3 separate regions of the Mus musculus genome follow, and all the other regions are linked to region 1. The links are chromatin contacts, called in public Hi-C and HiChIP or PLAC-seq maps. All regions are on one chromosome and are shown on one strand. The core of a region is the stretch at or near the end of the contact, and the rest is flanking DNA. Distances in the headings are between cores, read along the strand shown.

What was found. Hi-C and Micro-C count contacts between places; a contact is called where the count stands out from the background. HiChIP or PLAC-seq counts read pairs in DNA pulled down with a chosen protein or histone mark.
Region 2: an H3K27ac HiChIP or PLAC-seq map of acute myeloid leukemia shows a contact between it and region 1, with 4 times the contacts expected there. The contact joins the enhancer-like site here to the promoter of Tbxas1 in region 1. A contact is called at or near these places in 17 of 39 promoter capture datasets (the 3T3-L1 cell line, 3T3-L1-derived adipocytes, the C10 cell line and 10 more), 4 of 15 datasets of contacts at CTCF or cohesin (the G1E-ER4 cell line, the NIH/3T3 cell line, embryonic stem cells and 1 more), 96 of 484 Hi-C or Micro-C datasets (the 63-12 cell line, 8-cell embryo, the AML12 cell line and 45 more), 12 of 115 datasets of contacts at active chromatin or transcription factors (the HPC-7 cell line, acute myeloid leukemia, bone marrow-derived dendritic cells and 6 more) and 5 of 9 other capture datasets (adipose tissue, embryonic stem cells, liver and 2 more).
Region 3: a Hi-C map of liver shows a contact between it and region 1, with 2.3 times the contacts expected there. The contact joins the enhancer-like site here to the promoter of Tbxas1 in region 1. A contact is called at or near these places in 1 of 39 promoter capture datasets (macrophages), 1 of 15 datasets of contacts at CTCF or cohesin (embryonic stem cells), 13 of 484 Hi-C or Micro-C datasets (CD4 T cells, CD8 T cells, the HPC-5 cell line and 10 more), 1 of 115 datasets of contacts at active chromatin or transcription factors (embryonic stem cells) and 2 of 9 other capture datasets (embryonic stem cells and liver).

The regions. Positions count from the first base shown.
Region 1 is chr6:38,917,657-38,920,289 of GRCm38.p6, reverse strand. Tbxas1 (thromboxane A synthase 1, platelet) reads right to left here and starts at 1,304. Exons shown (of 13, transcript NM_011539.3): 1 at 1,049-1,304. The coding sequence starts at 1,137.
Region 2 is chr6:39,016,829-39,019,461 of GRCm38.p6, reverse strand. Tbxas1 (thromboxane A synthase 1, platelet) reads right to left here. Exons shown (of 13, transcript NM_011539.3): 6 at 1,482-1,570. Among named protein-coding and RNA genes, the nearest start is that of Gm23010, 4.5 kb to the right of the region's middle. Within about 2 kb of position 1,296, at least 11 of the 459 cell types and tissues checked have an H3K27ac peak or open chromatin away from gene starts, as enhancers often do. A contact at or near this core is called in the HL-1 cell line and acute myeloid leukemia, where this site is marked.
Region 3 is chr6:38,851,713-38,854,345 of GRCm38.p6, reverse strand. All of the region lies in intron 1 of Hipk2 (homeodomain interacting protein kinase 2), which reads left to right. Among named protein-coding and RNA genes, the nearest start is that of Hipk2, 23 kb to the left of the region's middle. Within about 2 kb of position 1,340, at least 15 of the 459 cell types and tissues checked have an H3K27ac peak or open chromatin away from gene starts, as enhancers often do. A contact at or near this core is called in liver, where this site is marked.

The sequences.
Region 1 (2,633 bases), core at 55-2,554:
AAAATAACCAAACCAGTTAAAAACCAAAAGAGCACTGGGCCCGATGCTGGGCTTCAGAGCCAATTTCCAATAAGTCATATCATCATCAGAGAACATCAAACGCACATTCCACTTTCAGCTATGCAAATTCCAAAAGAATAATACCTCACATTTGCATAATGCTTGATGTTTTTCAAAGTGCCTTCCCAGCTATTAATCTACGGGTGGCTTTATTACCACTAGAAACATAAATTGAAACTCTCTTCCAGCTCTTCTTTTTTTTTTCCACTTTCCCCTCAAAACCCAGAGACAACCTAAATCCAAGTGTTTGGGAATCCATGGGTATCTCCAGGAAAGGTAAGGACCCCGCTGGGTAAACACAAATATAGCTCATTGTGAGGTCTGTCCTTCACAGTCACCATTGGGGCCAGCTTTTAAAACACAAGGTCTGTTGTTGAACTAACAAACACACAAAGAGCAACAGTGTATGTAGCACAAGTTTAAGATTCCTTCTGGGTCCCCAGCTTCATTGTCACCACACCTGGCTCTTAATTTGGCACCCATCCCCTTCTACCACATATTAGAAAATTGGGAAATTTATTCTACCACTTTGTCCTTAACCCTGCAGGCATCTCTGTCCCCAGTAAAGTTTGTTTGCCGAAGAGCTTCCATGTCTTTAACTTGATGTGAGCCAAGAGGCTGAATTCGTTGCAAACTCAACATGAAATGATTTCAAAAAACAAGGTGAGCAGGTACGTCAGGGTTGGAGAAAGCCCTTCTAGCCATCCCCGATGCCTTTCCAATCCGCTTCTTTTTCCATTTCTTTCAGACTTAATTGTGTGTAGCGTTCCCAGTCACAGAGTCTCCAGCATTTCCTGACACTTGAATCTCATGCATTTTAGCAAAAAATTAACCTGGCTGTTTGCTTTTAATTCCGAAGCCGTGTTAATACTCAACTCCCTCTAGATTAGACAAGAAGAAAAACACACGCCCGCATACCCCACCTGGCACCACAGGCTCCTGGGCTGACATTTGTAGTGTCGCAGTCCCTGTGGTTGGCCACACTTACCATTTCAGGAGGGCCAAGAGAGCCACGAGCAGAGTCACAGTCACTATGGTACCACTGACTTCAAACTTGAGAAGCCCCAACACTTCCATTTTTCCTCGGAGACCCCGGAGGGGTGGTCCTCAGGAGGAAAGAGGGTGCTGCTCTCCTGCCCTTATAGGAGTCCTGATCTGTATATAGGTGGTGGAGAAAGAAGTAGGTAGTCAGCTGAACATCCCATCAAGTGAGTCCCCCAAAAGTGCTCTTTCTTAGAGTGTGCCTTTCTTTATAAAGAGGAAGGAAGCAGAGGGAGAAACAAAGGGCTTCAGGGCAATGAATCAGCAACTTTATTTTCTTGATGACTGTGTTGTCAATAAACATTTATGTTAGCTTCCCCAGAAACAGGAGCAGACAGGCGGGCCTCATGGTCATCATGAAGCAAAATGGTTGTTAACCATTGACTGCTTCTCAAATACGCCGTCCTCAGAGAAAGACCTCCTGCAAGATTTGCCTCTCTACACCTTTGTCGATCTGTACTTCAGTGGTGACACAGGCCAGGGCACTCTGAATGTTCCATGGATTCTGGGGGCCAGGTGGACAGCATCATCTGCTTTGTAGCCAACCACCTCCCAGTGCATTGGTTATAGGATGCAAGCTCCTGACTGAGAGGAGAGGCATGCTCACAGTATTGGTGCAGACCACAGATCTTACCTCGGGTGAGCGCTCTCAGCATGAGTTGTTGGTTGTGTAAAAGCTCACTCGTAGTCGTGTGTGGGTTGACTGTTCTAGCTTCTGGTCTAATTTGATGAAAGACACTGGATGATTTTATTTGCTTATTCATCAGCGTGTTTCATCCTGAAGACAGATAAAAAGGTTGGGTGAGCAGGAAAACACCCACCATGACGTTATTCGGCCATTCATAGAGTGTATATGGGGTCAGCATCCGCCATACTCACAAATGATGCTGGCCCCCAACCCTGGAGAAGATTCTTTGCAGATGGATATACAGTCTACAAACGAAGGAATAATTACCAGTGCAGAACAGTGCTGTGAAGGTTCTCAAAACGGAGCTTCGGGGACAGCCTGTGGGATGGCCTGCTAGGAGGTATAGTGGGGAAGACTCTAGGGAGGAAAGCCATCACTGAGATTTGCCTGTGAGAAAGCAGTTTGTCCTGTAGAGAGCTGCAGGAGAAGCAGAAAGAGAGCATGGGTGGAGGCCTGGAGGTGGGAAAACCTTTCTGCGCTTTAAGTACTACGGTAAGACCCACGAGCCTTGTTCTTTTCCTCAACTACCCCCCCCCATCTTTCTTTCTCCTCTCTCAGAGTAGGCTTCTCCTCCACAGGGTCAGATAGTCTGCTCAAATTAAGGAGCTACCATGCAGAGTGACAGCTAGTGCTACTGGAGCAACGGCAGGTTTATGGCCATGCTCAGGGAAGGAACAACCTCAGATGTGACTGAATTCAGTGCACATGCCAGAGCAACACTGTGGAAAAAACAACATATATACTTGTGTATACACACACACACACACAGTGCTCCCTAAGGCGTCCAAGGTGAGATAAGTGTGAGAAAGGCTGGTCTAAACATTAATCAGTAAGTTTATTTACT
Region 2 (2,633 bases), core at 47-2,546, 99 kb before region 1:
GGGAACAACATAAACGCTGCCATTGACTAGCCTCTAGTTCTGTTGGCAGTGATGATTCTGAGTCAGCTGTGGCTGATCTGCAGTCATTCTGTTCCCAGTCTGCTGCCAGCCATGATTTAGCTTAGAGCATCTAAAGGTTGCTAGGAGAAAAGTCAGTCAGTTGCTTAAATTGCCAGCTATATACACCTAACACCACTCTCCTGCCCACCACTGAGCTGTGGCTGCTAGGCACAAACGATCACTACTTATTTATTTATTAATATATTAAGCTGAACTGAGATTTGAATCTAGGGTCTCGTATATGCTGAAGCACTTTATCCTTTCGAACTATATTCCCCAGCCAATCACCATTTTCACTTTTAGAGATTTAGTCGTTTATTTATGTGTATAAGTGCTTGCCTGAGTATATTTATATATATATATATATACCACCACATGCCTGCAGTGCCCACAGCGGCCAGAAGAGGGCGCCGGATACCCTGAAACCAAAGTTACAGACAGATGTGAGCCACCTGACATGGATGATGGGACTTGAACCCGGGTCTTCTAGAAGAGCAAAAAAGTACTTTTAGCTGCTGAGCCATCTCTCCAGCCCCTTAACTTTTTATTCTGAGAAACAATTTCACTAAAGCACCCAGAATGGCCTTAAACTCACTGTAGCCCAGGCAGGCCTTGAACTTGTGTTCTTCTGGCCTTAGTTTCTGTAGTGGGTCAGATAATATACCTTATTTACATTATCTTTTTTAATTTTTAACTTTTTTGAGACAGAGTCTCAGGTGTTCCAGGCAGGCCTTGTATTCCCCACGTGAACAATATCCAGAGTATGGATCTATAGATGTGTACTACCATGCCTGGCTTCATGTGGTACTGATGCTGGTGATCGATCAATCCCAAGGCTTTGCTCAAGCCAAGCACACATTTTACTAACCAAGCTCAGCCTCAGCCTCATGGCTCACTTGTTTGTTTGTTTGTTTGGGTTTTTGTTTTGTTTTGTTTTTTGTTTTTAGGCAGGGCCTCATTGTGCAGCTCTGGTCTAGAACTTCCTATGTAGACCAGTGACCTTCAAACTCTCAGAGATCTACCTGCCCCTGCCTCCCAAGTGCTGGGATGAAAGCTGTGTACCTCCACGCCTGGCCTCGGTATTTTTCTTGTGAAAGTTTAGGTACTTTCTTGAAAGTCCCTGTCCCTTCTGCCCTGGCAGATCTTGCCCATCATGTCCTTGGAGACCAGAGGCTAAGTCTACTCAGGCACTAACCACCGCACATTTGAATTTTCCTCACTAGGCTGGCATCCCTGGCTCAAGTTACTTTGCTTCGTGGTTTAGGTGGGGTTTCTTCTCATTAGTCAGTCTACCCACACCGTTATGACCGACTGGTGCTTCCGGTTTGCAACTCCCGAGGTAATTGTCCAGCCATTATGTGCTGTCGCAAGGATCATCCACTCAGAATTGTGACTTCTCACTTGTAATGGAGCAGCCTTACCTCTGGATGTTGAATGCGTCCCTGGATGCTGCATAGCGTTTTAAGTGAGCCACGAGAAGTTCACAGGCTTGGCTGATGAGAGGTGTCATCTGATAATAGATAGCAGAGGTATAATTAGGGCATCGTGCCTAAATTGGCTGCCAATGATGGACAAGGTTATCCACAGTGCTTTCTAGGGAAACAGACTGTATTTCAAAGGTGCTTTTCACGAGGCGAAGATTAAGAAAGTATTCATAATATTTGTAAAATACAGTGTCCATAAATGCCTATCTTAAGCTCAAGTGAGCTTTCTGGGGTAGATGCACCAAAGGAGAAAGGACCAAACGTAGATCTGGTGAAATAATTATGAAAGCTATCACTAAGTGTTTAGACAAAACTTCAAATCGGTGCTTGGCTTCCTGGCGTGTGGTGAGCATTAGCAAGCAAGTAGACCACACTCTATATGTCCTGGCCCTGGAACTAGCCCAAGTCCGTGCATGCCTGTTCCAATTAAGTTTTCAGATCTCCCACCAGAACATAGACTCGAGTATCCGGAGGCACTGAGGGTCATCTGTTCCAACTTCTTAATTAAGGCAGAAGTTATCTTAATGGTATTTCTGAGAGAGGGGTTTTCATCTGTGTTTCAGCTGCTTACGCCTTCCAAGACAGGGTAACTCTTGACCTGCACGAGGAATTGTTGAATTCTTAACATTAAGAAGATATTTTATTGTGGAAAATTTCTAATGCCCAGAGAAAGATCTAGAGAGCAGCGCTGTGCACACCTCCGTGGTTCCAGCACATTTAGACAGCAGGCTTGGCTGCCCGTCCCTTTGACGTCCAAGACGTTCTCTTGGGTGGGTAGCACTCTTTAAGGGCTTTCATTCTCTCCTATATATTTGAAGGGCCAGGCTGGAACTGTCAAGGGGGATCTTTCAACTGAGTACACATCCTAGAACAGTGTCATATCTGAGGCAGAATACTGCTGTAGGTTCTTCTGAGCATTTATGGGACTAATACTTTGAAATGGTGCCTGATGTTTGGTTTTCATTATTATTACTATTATTAGAAAGAAACTTTAAAACTGTATTTAAATTAAATTTTTTTTTCAGATTTATTTGATTTTATGCACATGAGTGTTTTGCCTTCATGTGTATGTTCCACGTGCCAGCCTAG
Region 3 (2,633 bases), core at 91-2,590, 66 kb after region 1:
GTTTTAGTCGTGTTGTGAGATGATATGTCTGAAGTGTGTAGTTTTAGCTCTTCCCTTGCTGTATTCAAAATGGTCTGGACATACTCAGTTGTGCTCTCCACTGACACGAAAGGTTTTGAGTTGTCTATTTCCCTGATACTAAACTAGATAATATTTGCAGGCCATCTATTGTTTGTGCACCTTCTATCATAGGAGATTTAGATAAAATAATTAGCATTCCTCAAATGGTTCTGCAATTAAGGGTCAAGGGCTTGAAGGACAGGCTCTCCCTTTTTCTTTGCCTTCAGACCTGACTGCTTCACAGTATGCTTCCCCAGTCCTCTTTTTAAAGGCAAACAGAGATTTGAGGTAACCAGGACTATCCTGAATTACTGCAGAGAGCAGCCTGGGGCCTTGAGCTTTCCCCTGGCCTCTGTTTCCACGTCTGGCTCCTGTGTGGCTCCTGCCTTTGAAGTCAGGTGGAAGCCTAACAGGTGAGGCTGTTGCCCTCTTTCTCTTTGGTTATTCTGTGTAACCTTTAGTCTAGGAAAAATGCCAGTCTTCGTTTCCAAGAATCATATCTCCCTAAATGGGGCAATCTGCTTTAAATGCCTTTCCACTGGCGCCTTCCCCATCTCACAGTTGGCATAGTTAAAGGGACAGGTGCACTTTAATTTTTAAAAAAACTATGTGTGCTGTATTGGATTAGGGTGTGTGGCCCAGCGCCTGTGGGGTAGTGTACATGTTACTCCTGTGCAGAAATACCCGGTTCCTCACACTGCAGCCATTTAACAAGATTTGAGAGTCAGCAGGTCTCCAGATGCTTCACTTTTGGATTTTTTTCACATGTCCAACATACTTCATTTCCTGCCCCTTTCTCTTTGCTCCATCCATCCGACTGTCTGTCCGTCTGCCTGTCTCTAAGCAAATGGGCTATGATGATACATAAACCCTTATCTATCTTGTTGGAAAAACTTACATGTTGTGTTGAAATATATTCTTTGTGTATGGTCCCAGGAGAGGGTTTTCTCTGTCCCTCATGATATTGGTATCATTACTGTTTCTCCCTCCTCTGGCATTTATGCTGTGGGCATGTGCCATGCTGGTGTTCATCCTTAGAGTTAGTGCTGCTCTCAGTGAACACCATGGCCTGTAGGAAGTCTCTAGTGATTACTTACTGTCTTCCCTGATTCTAGTATGGCTACCTGGCCAGCCACTTCCATTGAGCTCCCTGGGAAGCTGGCTTTTTAGTTACTGGTCGTTCAGCTTTACCAGTCTTTTTCAAGGGCACTCTGGTACCTCTGCTGCCCTCTGCTCCACAGAGGAAGCTCGCCTCTGCTACTTTCCTTTCTGGAGCCAGTGCATTGAGGCACACTGTATGTGAATTCCCATGGTAGTTGTTCAGCCGAGAACAAACTAGTGAACTCACAGTGCCTTCCTGAGTAACTTTAAAGAGTCACAGAAGATTCTTGGACAGATACACACCTGTGCCCTTGCTGAGAGACTGACCCTATGGTGGGACCTGCCCTTGGAGTTGGTTTCATGGTAATAAGGACATATTGTGCAATAAAATAATACACTTGTTTCTGTCCCACTTGTCATCTGAGTCCACTATGAGATGAGCTCTGATGTGTATAGCTCCAGCTGATAGCAGTTCATTGGATGAGTGTGGGAAATTTAGGAATGAAGCTGGAAATGTTGGTGAAGGACAGTCCCTGGCTTTGCAGCAGGACAGGCGCTTCAGCAGAGTGTATTGCTTTGCCTTCCGTGCATCTGATAAAGTAGGCAGAGCAGCAGGATGTGCTGCCCAGAAGCCGACAGTGGGGAATTCTGCCCTCAAAAAGAAAAGTCGGAGGGAGCAAGCAGGAGATGCAATAGGCTCAAACCCACTGAATGGGCTTCATGGCTTTCAGTTCCTTAGAAGGGATGTGGTCATGACTTGGTACAGAAGGGAGAGAGCTGGGTGGGAAAGTTACATGTGGACAACTCAAGTAATGAGCAGGCATGAGGTAGATAGAGGTGGAGGAGACTAGAATATTAAAAGTGGATTATTTTATTTGTCAGGGTTTGAAGAGTGGTTCTGTGCTATATTGCATCTTTGATTTTTTTTTTTTTGATGTCTATGTCAGTGTTCTCTAGGTAGCAAGAGGAGGGCACACTTAAGGGGTGGTGCAGGGGCAGCAGGGAGATGCAGTAGGCAGTTGGAGTTCAGTTGATGTTGAGCCTTAGGCAACATGTGTACATGTGTTGTGTGCGTGTGTGTCTAGTGTGTCTCTTTAAGAAGGCTGCCAAGCCTTGTGATACATGCTTCTAATCCTCGCCCAGGAAGCTGAAGCAAGCTAAATAGGTGGATCTCTGTGAGTCTGAGGCCACCCAGTCTACACAGTGAGTTCCAGGCTAGCAGGAGCTATATAGCCAGAACTTGTCTCAAACAAAGAAGAAAGCCAGTTAGATAAGGCAAAATGTTGGTGGCTTGTGAGCAATTAGAGTTACAGATAAGAAGATTTTTTTCTAATGCTGAGGGGATATGGAGTATACTCTGAAATGGGGCTGCCTGCTTTCTTTCCTTCTTCCCTCCCTATCTCCTTCCCTTTCTTCCTTCCTTTTGAATTCCTTTATAGAAAAGTGAGAGCCTTTTGCATGTAGTATTTATT